Linked DNA regions of Mus musculus: region 1 is linked to region 2. A link is a contact called in public HiChIP or PLAC-seq data. All regions are on one chromosome and are shown on one strand. Each heading gives the region's core, a stretch centred on a gene start, on an enhancer-like site or on the middle of the called end of the contact. The rest is flanking DNA. Distances are from core to core; before and after follow the strand shown.

Region 1 (5,183 bases), core at 2,093-4,592, 170 kb after region 2:
ACAGATCTGCGGGTGATGCTAAGGCCCACTATGTAAGTGTCAGCCACTTGGCACATCACCGTTGGTCATAGTGTAGCCTGTCACCGCACTTGGTGACTTTGGACTAGCCTGGGAGTCACCGAAGCCATTATCACCACTCTCAGGTCACATTCCCCAGTGTGACAAGATTGGCTCCTGCCTTTGCTACTGCTGTCAAGAGCATGAGGACACGTCCATGCTTGGCACCAAGAGATCTCTCCCTGTAATTCCTAAGAGTTTGTCTTCACGATGACCAACTGCCAAGTTACTGGGAATCCCAAGTGTTCAGTTACTGGGAATCCCAAGTGTGGTTGCTGCTAATTTTTACTTGAGCCACAGCAGGGGAGTAATCCAGTGGTAGCAGCATCGTCAGATGAGTCAGGATTGGGAGAAATGGATTTTCATCAACGTTAGGAATCCCAGGCTCACAAACACTGAAGCACTGGATGAGATTCTCAAAGTTACCTCTACATCCCCCTACCCCCTGCGGGAAGGTGCTCTGTGAACAACAGCCAGATGGGCTGGATGTGTTCTGATCTTGGCTTTAAGAGTCAAGGCCTTAGAATAGGCTTGCTAGGCTCTTTCTGGCCTTCATGCACAGCTCAGCTCTAGCTGGCTCCTCAGCTTCCTGAGAGAGCACACTCCATTAGTTTATGCTCCTTTGAAGTTAGAGCTCTGTGTGTCTATCCATGTCCCTGAATACTGGAGTCTAGGACCCCTCTGGGCCAGTTGCTCTGGGCTGGTGTGTGAGCCCTGATTCCATAGTCGGTCAGTCTCCTCCACAGCAGCTGGAGACTTTCCACTTTCCTTTCACCTGTGAATTTGGTGTTTATTATGGGAGCATGTGACATTTTTCTGTGCTGTCTTTGTCTCACCTTTCACCACCTTCCATCCTGTAGAACGTTCTCTCTCTCCTCCGGGACAAAGTGCGGCTCACCGGAGACATCTCTTGTCCTTGGGAAATCACCTGTCCTATGGGCTAATATTTGCTAAAACCATTGTTGACTTTCAGTGACCATAGCACATCTCTTCAATAGCCCAGAGAAGCACACAAAGTATCCATCCTGTTGGGGACAGAGCAGTTTGCTCTTCATGTCCTGATTACACAATTGTTTATTTGCATGGGCGGACCTGTCACTTCTTGCTCTATCTAGATGGGGAGCCGGCAGGTGTGCGTGGGAGGGTAATTTCATCAAGTAGTTTGGTCTGCAGTAGGCTCTTGGCAGTTGGAACAGCCATTCATCTGCCTGCCTGGGATTCAAAGTTGTTGAATTTTTATTTATTTTTTTACTTTTATTTGACATGTATGGGTGTTATGCGTGCATGTATGTTGTTATGCTATGTGCATGCCTGGTGCCTAAGGAGGCCAGCAGGGTTGTCATATCCCTCTGGAACTTGAGTCACAGATGGTTGTGAGCCATCATGTGGGTGCTGAATGGGGAAATTAGATCTGGGTCCTTTGGAAGAGCAGCCAGTGCTCTTAACTACTGAGCCATCTCTCCAGTTCCAATTCAGAACGAGTTGTAAGACTTTGGCCCATGGAATCCAGCAAACTCAAGGATACAAGTCTACACTTAGTGGCTGAGTGACAGCACCATGAGTTGGGTTTATAGACAGGGTACCCGCTCCCCAAGCCTTATTGTTAAGGTTTGGACACAAGCATCTACATACATTTCCCTTTGGCAACACGAGCTACTTCTCAAGTCTTTCCCGACTCACCAAAAGGCTAAGTAAGGAATGAGGACTTATACAAGGAATGTCTAGGACCAGGAAGTAGTCTTGGGTTCACCCCCTTCTTATCCTCACCTGGGTTCTTTTCCTGCGTTGCCTCTCAGTGTCCCCCTCCTTCGGGCTCTCCTTTACTGAACACTCAAATAAGAAAACCCTTTCCTTTACATTCAATATGTTGTCCACTTAAGAGCAGCTCCAGAGAAGAGCTAAGTGGCCATGGTGATGGTGACAGCCATGGAGGTGGCCTATGGTGGTCCTGCTTTATTTGCTATGAGGTTTCAAAGATTTCCTTTGGGTGGGCTGGCATTTTGCCTTTTGGGCAAACCCTTAGGAGGGCTGGATAAAGTCCTAGCATCAATTTCTCCCTATTACAGCAAACCCCAGGGTCTGTAACAAAATGCAGTTATCCTGTATCCATGGCTCCATTGTAGGAAAATCTTACCTGTTCTGAACGCACTGTTTTTTTCCTTATCATTCCTTAAACAATGTGTGGTGACAACTATTTCCCTACACTTATACCATAGCTAGTAGTATAAGTAATTTAGACGGTGTTTAAAGCATTTTGAAGATGTGTGGGGTTCCAATGGGGGACCCAGCATTCATAGATTCTGATATGAGAGGAGGGTCCTAGAAGCAGTTCTCCATGGCTACTGAAGGATGGGTGTTTCTCAGATGTTTCCTTTCCTTTGCCCTCTTCCAGGGAGGATAAGAGTAGGCAAAGAATGGAATAGGTCCCATCAGAACACACTGAGATGTTTTGTATGGGTCAGGCACTGCTGAAACTGTGTAAGGCTTACAAGGTAGAGATCTGAGGACCGGGCACACAAGAGAACTTAACCCATCATGAAGGAGAACAGCAGTGCCTGGGGGTCAGTAGGTGACAAATTGCTTGATGGGTGGTAAGTGACAGGCAGCTCAGGTGATTGATTGCTGTCACAGAGCTGGTGATTTTTCTTGCTGTGAGCAGGATATGTAGACCGGTCCATGCTGGGCTGTTTATTCAAGAGCTTGGGTAAGTTCTGAACTGCACCTCAGGGAATAATACTGTGGGCAAAAGTCCCCAGAGGGAAGCCACACCTCCCAATGCCCTTCTGCAAGGCTGATGGGGTGATTAGGACCTCAGTGATCATGGAGGGCTTGGAATGGTTTAGTTCCAGAGCCCGATTCCACTTTATCTTGGGTTATCTTTGGCTCTCTAAATAGCCATCTCTTGTCCACTTCTTACATCCTTGTGGTTGACAGATAGACCCTTTTGGAATGTATTCACTTAGCAGATCACCAGGTTCCACCAACCAAAAGGCTAAGCAGAGTCTGCTCTAACCCGCCCACACGATGTTTCCACCAATGGCTTTGCATAGTGCCTTAATGTATGCTTTCTTTGTTCGGTTACTACAATAACAGTGTGATGAAACTGTTAACTACATCGGAACATGGAATTTGAAGTATTTCGAATCTGTGTTCCAGAGCCACGATCATTTATAGCTGGCTTCAGAATAAACGTTTTTAAATCCCCTCTGAGGTTAGAGCTATGCTTCTTATGTGGACACTGCCTGACTCTTCGTCTGGCTGCCAGAGTCTTGCTCTGATTCTGAGAACTACTCATGTTCCCAAGAGGCTGGGGCAGAGTGAGAAAGCGCCTAGTGGACACGGGCATTTCTACTAGGTTATATAGCCATCCTGCATATCACGAGCGTCTCACTCATGATACTCACTAGCTTAAGAAGAGGAACCTTCACAAACCCCATCCCTGTGATGGGGTTGGTATGAGCCAGGATGGAGATCTGAATCTTGACCATGAGTCGGAAACTTGGAATGTGGATAAGAACCCCAGAGCAGCCAGCGGTTATAAGTGGACTCAGTGATCTCCTTTTACCCCATCCATCCCTGAATCCATCCCTGGCTGACTGATTGGGGAACTATCCTCTGCCCTGAGGTTTTTGTTTTTGTCTTTGTTTTTGTTTTTCGAAACAGGGTTTCTCTGTGTAGCCCTGGCTGTCCTGGAACTCACTTTGTAGACCAGGCTGGCCTCGAACTCAGAAATCCACCTGCCTCTGCCTCCCAAGTGCTGGGATTAAAGTATGCACCACCACTGGCGGGCTCTGAGTGAATTCTTGAACCCACTGCTTTAGACCAGTTCAGCTTCTAGGCGCCTCCACACCTCCTCCAAGGGGCGGGCCCACAGGAGGCCTCCTGCCGCCTACTCTGGAGCTGGAAATATCAGGGCCCAGCAAACAACTTGCGCTTCTTATACTTTTCTCTCCTTTCTTTATTCTTTCCAGGCCTAGGAATGTTCATCCCCTCCCTTCCCCCCTCTTCTCCTTTGTCAGCTGTTTGAGAAGAAACAATTGCGTAGCTGCAGACCTCTGGCTCTTGCTTTTAATCCTGCCTTGCCGGCATACCCCCCTGGGGAGATTCTCCTGCTTTCTCTCCCCTCCCTGGATGGGGCCTAACATCCCCAGGGAAGAGGCCTGGCCTCTTCTGATGAACTGAAAATGGGATTAGGATGGGCCACAATTGGGTCTGTACTCCTGTGCAGGAGGGTGAAGTCGTGGATTGATGGAGTCAGGGCTGCAGTTCTCTGCCAGCTTCCGACACCACCGACAGGAGATGAAACAAGACAGAAGTAGCTGGTGCCAGGCACTGGAGCCAGGAGATGCTGGAAGTGCAAATTAGCTGACCTTCATTTTGTGTCCCTGCCAGAATGGTTTAGCAGAGAGCCAAAGTGAAGCCTGTGCAGACAGCAGGCGAGTGGTAGCGGTGGGGAGCACTTGCAGGCTGCCTCCCCACGCCTTCATTTAATTTGTTTTGTAGCAAGGATTGCTACCTATGTAGATCCACTCAAGAGTGGCAAGACAGTCATGGCAACCATGGCTTGTAGTTAGTGTGTTTCTCTCTCAGGGCAGCTCAGGGCAGGATGCCCAGAGCTAGGCAAGAATCCCCCGTGCTGGTAGAGTCTAGGGTGGTCCTGTCTGATTCTCTGTTGCCGTCAGGATGGAACTTGTAGCTTACAGTCTAAGAGGCCATGCAAACACCTGGCACCACAGTGACATGCCAGCAGTGGAAGGAGAAGAGACAAGACAGGAAGCTCCATCAGAGGACCGCGCTGGAGGTGTAGTGAATCTTCCTTCTCCTGTCTTCCTGGGCCGGGACAGCCAAGTGCTGTGGCTGCTCCTGGCCTCAGACAGGCAGAACATGGAATCTTCATTCCCAGTCGCCATGCCCAAGTGGAAGCTGGAAGTTGAGTCACGACTAAGAAGGGGGAGAAGACACTGGGCTGTGCTGAGTCTTTTCCTATAGCTGAGAAGCGTGGAAAACAGAGATACGTTTCTTTAGGTTGGGCTGGAGAGATGGCTCAGCGGTTAAGAGCACTGACTGCTCTTCCAGAGGTCCTGAGTTCAATTCCCAGCAACCACAAGGTGGCTCACAGCCATCTG
Region 2 (5,263 bases), core at 1,738-4,237:
GGTCTCATCTGTGGTTCCTAGCTCCAAATCCTCAGGTATGGTCATAAATTCATGGAGGAAGCACAAAAACTAGGGAAGTATAAAGGGACCATGCAGTGTGTGTGTGTGTGTGTGTGTGTGTGTGAGAGAGAGAGAGATAGAGAGAGACAGAGACAGAGACAGAGAGACAGAGACAGAGAGACAGAGAGACAGAGAGAGGTGGGGAGAGAGAGAGAAGGGGCGTGAGAGGGGATTAGCAGGATCAAGATGATTTTAAGTAGTAAGTGAAAAATAGGAAGGGCTTCAACTGGAAATGGGAGGTCAATACAGAAGGAGACAGATAAATGAAGAATGAATAACAACAAGGTTGTGTGTATGTGTGTGTGTGTGTGAGAGAGAGAGAGAGAGAGAGAGAGAGAGAGAGAGAGATCATGCTACTTGGGTTAACAATGCTCCCCATAGGAACCATGGACTAACAACTTCCCCACCCCGTACCATGTCTGAGAAATCTCGTTTTGAATGGCGGCAAGCATAGTCCTAGTGACTCCCAAGACAATAGAGTTGCCCTTGGTTGAGTCTCAAAGGTAAGCCCCTCCTGTTGAAGACACGACACAGGACACACGTAGGGAACAGGGCTATGTGAGCTAGGTCTAACCTGAAAGCCTCCTTCTTGCTGTCCACTTTTTATAGTACTAGAAGGTGCTGTGCAGGCTGCCAGTGCAGGGAACGGAGTGATAGCCTTATCCAGCTGTGACCTCCATGAACCAGCAAGGCACCATAGCTGTAAAGGTGCAGTAGTGGCACTCACGTTGGTGGTAACCAACTACTGACTTAAGAACCACTCGACAAGAAAGAAATCTGCTCCTAGAAACGGAACCAGCTTCCCAGGGCTAATCAGGTCATGGATCTTAGAAGAGAATCGAGTCTTAGAAGAGTTGCAAGTCGGCATTAAATCCTAACTACATCCTAAATCTTATCCTTATACCCACAGGAAAATCTATCACACCTCTCAAATTAGTTTCTCTTTAAAGCAAATGGAGACCATCACAGAAACCACAATTGAACACAGTTCAAAGATTAACAGGGTACGGGGAGCCCAGCTTCCATGGCTGTGTCTACACCAAAGCTCCTGCATCTAGGGTTCAGGGAACCTTGAAGAAGAGGAGGTAGAACAATTTTAAGTCAGAATACCAGGACATCTACTGTGAATGTCTCTCAAAGAAATGGCTACGTAAACATTATCTAAACAGTAGCAATGTCAACAGACTTGCTAACCCTGAAAGGGGGTGGGGATACTCACATGGGCGCTCCCAAAACAAAGAACTACAGTAAGAAATGACTGCAGAGAGGTGAATCAGCCTTTGCAGGGATAATCCCCCTGATTGCTCATCCTATACAAAGGGTCAGCCTTAAACACCAACACACAAAACAGACCCAGTGGGTTGCATTTATACATTGGTGCATACACATATGCACATATATGTATATGTATATGTATATGTATATATGTATCAATACTAGCCAAAGAAAAAGAGGCTGTTAACGCTAGAATGAAGGAGGGACATGGAAGGAGTTGGATGGAGGGCTTGGGATAGATTGAAGGAAGAAAAGGAAAGGGTGAAAGTGGTATAATTATATTTAACTTAAAATGTATAAAAATTAAAAGCTAACAAAACAAAGAGCCGGTAACCATTGTTTGCTTATTGTTCTCAGAGTCTCCACAGACAAGGCATCCCTGTCCCCTGCCCCTGGCTGCAGTGTGCCTCAGTGGTAAAGGTTTAGTTCCATGTTTGATTTCGTAGAGCTGTATGGGACCCAGAGCCATGTGTATTCTAGGCAAGAGCTCTCTACCAAGCCAAATCCCGCCCCTATCTTTTTTCTTAATTAAAAAAAAAGGTTTACTTCATTTTTACTTTATGTGCATGGGTGCTCTGTCTGCATGTATGTCTGTGCACCACATGCACGATTTGGAGACTGGAAGAGCGCATCAGATCCCCCAGACCTGGAGTTTCGGGTGTTGTGAGCCACCATGTGGGTGCTGGGAAGTGAATTCAAGTCCTACTCAAGATCAACCAGAGTTCTTAAGTGCTGAGCCGGTTCCCTAGCCCCACACCCATCGTCCTTTTATAAAATGGCAAACAGGCAAGTTGGTGGAAAGGCAGGAGACGCGGAGCATGGCCCGATGCCTCATTGTGGCAGGGATAGTCCAGGAAGATGACTGGAACGGGGGTCTAAAAACTGCTTGGTCAATATTTTTATGGCAGCCGGCAAGACGCCTTGGCATCTCACTTCCCGTTCCCACCTCATGCGGTCTCCATCTCATCTGGTCCCTGTCTCCATTCATCCTGGTCTTTGAACAGGTCCATCCAACCTAGACCCAAAGCCTGAGCACCTGGGCTTAGGGCTGGCAAGACGAGCTGGGAGCCTGGGCACTCCATGATGGGCGCCTGCTATTCTAGATTGTGTGTGTGGAACTAAAGTTCTACGCTTTATAAAGTTTGTAAAGGCCATTCACGGGGTCAGGGAAGGAAGGCCCTGACATCTGAGCAAAGACGGAAAGCGTGGATAAGCTGAGTCAGCAGCCAGCACGAGAATTCCGGGTGTGAGCAGTGCCAAAACCCAGAACAGAAAGTCAGGATGGGGGAGCTCAGAGCCCCAGGGTTTCCAGAAAGGAGCGCAGAGAGCTGGACCTGTACAAGTCTTAAGTAAGTACCTGACTTACTCCAAAGATCCCAGATCTGGGAGCTCTGGAGCAGAGGATAGGAGCAAAATAACGGTGCCTGGAAGTTCTCCGAGGTTAAACCAAGAGATGCAGGGTCTTATTCTCCCGGGGTTGCCTGGGTAACTTCTGTTAGTAAAGATTCCTGTTTACTACCATCTGACTCACGGTCACCTGTGGTTTCCATGGTTCCCAGCAACAATGCAGCATAAATCAATTTCTAGAGGGCAAGTATGCAGGGTGGAGCATCCTCTCCCTTGTCTGGCTCATAACTCAGCTGTTTCTATGCTCGCTGGAGGGTGATATGGGGATGAGAAGGTGTGTTCTCCAGCATGGGTCTCCTTGGGAGAGAGGCAGAAGCTTGGTCTCGCAATTGGGGCTGATTGCGAAACTCTCTGCTGATTGGAGGTTTCCCTCCCTCACCCTAGTTAGGGAGGAGTCTAGACAGGCAGACACAGAGGAACTCCCAGCAATGAAAAGTAGACCGGTTTATGAGCTCTGGTCACTTAGAGTTCTCCCTGCTAGTGGCAGGGTGGTTTGGAGCCAAAAGAAAGGGAAGCCAGAGCAGCAGGTGGCGTCCCCCAACCCCACCTTCAAGGCTAGGTTTGCCCATGTATTCCAGGCTTTCCCGGAACTCTCTGTGACCCCAGGCGTGTCTTGAATGGTTCTGCATCAGCCCTGATTGCTGGGCTCACAGGTGCACACCACCACGCCCAGGGTTGCTTTTATGCACAGGTTTAGAGCCTTCAAAGCCTTTTTATTTTTCAGGTTTTCATATGCTTTGGGCAGAACCTGGTGAAGATGCTAAATCAAAGACTACCACTCTATTCTTTAAAAATAGATTTTTTTTTTTTCCGGACAGGGTCTCACTATGTAGCTTTGACTGGCTTGGAGCTGGGTTTGTAGACCAGGCTGGCCTTGAACTCATAGAAACCCACCTGCCTCTGTCCCCTGAGTTCTGGGGTTAAAGGCTTACAATACCCTAGCCAGCACAATAACTCTTACTTAACAGTCAAGATGGCTGAGTATGGTGGTGCGGTGCGCATCTGTAGTCCCAACACTCAAGAGGTGGAGGCAGGAGGATCTAGAAAGAAGTCTTCAGTGCCGGGGCTACAAGTGAGCTCCAGACCACTGTGACCTATGTAATGAGCTCTCGAATGCCTCTGATCCCAGCATTAAGGAGGCAGAGGCAGGCAGATCTCTGTGAGCCGAGGCCAGCCTGGTCTACACAAAGAGTTCCAGGTCATCCAAGGCTGTGTAGTCCAGCCCTGTCTCAGAAAACAAAAACAACAACAACAACAACAACAAAAAAAAAAACCAAACCAAAAGAAACAAACATCAGAGCAGAAACTGAGCATTGCGATTTCTGCTTAAGTGTTTCTCTGTAGCCCAGGTTGGTCTTCAACACTAGCTGGGATTACAGGTCTGTACTTCCAGGCTTGGCTTATATCGATGTCCCTCAAATGTGGCATCCTTGGTCCTTGTCATTTTATTAGGTGTCATATACCCACAAAGCACCAATGTTTTTGTAAATTAAAAAAGTTACAGCCAGATAGTGGTACACACCTATAAACCTAGCACTTGAGGAAGGTCCTGAGTTCCAGGCCTGCCTGATCTACACAGCAAGCTCCGGGCTAGCTGGGGATAAAAAGATTCTGTCTCCAAAACAAAACAAAACAAAAAACACCCCTGAACCCCCTCAAACAAAACCCCAAATCTAAAGCAAAAACAATGACAACAAGAATGTCTAACAAATGAATGAAAAATGTGTACCCAGTCAGTGACTAGTGCATGAGAATGCAAACACGAGGTGTCTCTTCCTAACTGCTACGACACTAATTCAATAACGTTGACACCTGTCTGTAAGAATGGAGGGAGGGGCTGGCGAGATGGCTCAGTGGGTAAGAGCACCAGACTGCTCTTCCAAAGGTCCAGAGTTCAATCCCAGCAACCACATGGTGGCTCACAACCATCCATAACAAGAACTGACTCCCTCTTCTGCTGTGTCTGAAGACAGCTACAGTGTACTTACATATAATAAATCTTTAAAAAAAAAAAAAGAATGGAGGGAGATTGCAAAAAGCTTTTCATAGCAGCAGATGCAGATAGCAATCACTGAGGCTTATCCTAGGTTTATTATTTTGCTAATTGAGAACTTTCCCCATGCACTGCTGGTGGGATTGTAAGATGATTTAGCTGCTACACCGAACTACTTAGTGGCTCTTCAAAGGGTCAAAGTCCCACCTGTCGGCAATCAAGACACATTTATACAAAAATCTGCATGTGTGGTACACACCTGTCACCCCAGCATTCAGGAGGTGGAGCAGGGAGAAGAGAAAGCCCAGCTCATTCTTGGCTTACCGAGCTGGAGGCTAGCCTGGACTACCTATGGCCCTATCCGAACAGTTTGTCTGATCTCACTTATATAAAATGTCTGGAATCGACTAACCCTAGAGACAGGAGTTAGAGTAGCCGCTTCCAGGGGGTGCGGAGGGGAAGGAACAGAGCTGCAGGCCCGTTTGGGATTTCTGTTGTGGGGGGCAATAGGAACGTTTTAGAATGAGT

Evidence for each region. HiChIP or PLAC-seq counts read pairs in DNA pulled down with a chosen protein or histone mark.
Region 1: an H3K27ac HiChIP or PLAC-seq map of embryonic stem cells shows a contact between it and region 2, with 10 read pairs. The contact joins two enhancer-like sites. A contact is called at or near these places in 2 of 15 datasets of contacts at CTCF or cohesin (the NIH/3T3 cell line and embryonic stem cells), 2 of 484 Hi-C or Micro-C datasets (the HPC-7 cell line and bone marrow-derived macrophages), 10 of 115 datasets of contacts at active chromatin or transcription factors (the NIH/3T3 cell line, embryonic basal ganglia, embryonic fibroblasts and 5 more) and 1 of 9 other capture datasets (adipose tissue).

What each region holds. Positions count from the first base shown.
Region 1 is chr6:125,574,154-125,579,336 of GRCm38.p6, forward strand. All of the region lies in intron 6 of Vwf (Von Willebrand factor), which reads left to right. Among named protein-coding and RNA genes, the nearest start is that of Vwf, 24 kb to the left of the region's middle. Within about 2 kb of position 3,343, at least 66 of the 459 cell types and tissues checked have an H3K27ac peak or open chromatin away from gene starts, as enhancers often do. A contact at or near this core is called in the NIH/3T3 cell line, embryonic fibroblasts and embryonic stem cells, where this site is marked.
Region 2 is chr6:125,408,129-125,413,391 of GRCm38.p6, forward strand. No RefSeq gene overlaps it. Among named protein-coding and RNA genes, the nearest start is that of Gm32673, 20 kb to the right of the region's middle. Within about 2 kb of position 2,988, at least 95 of the 459 cell types and tissues checked have an H3K27ac peak or open chromatin away from gene starts, as enhancers often do. A contact at or near this core is called in the NIH/3T3 cell line, embryonic fibroblasts and embryonic stem cells, where this site is marked.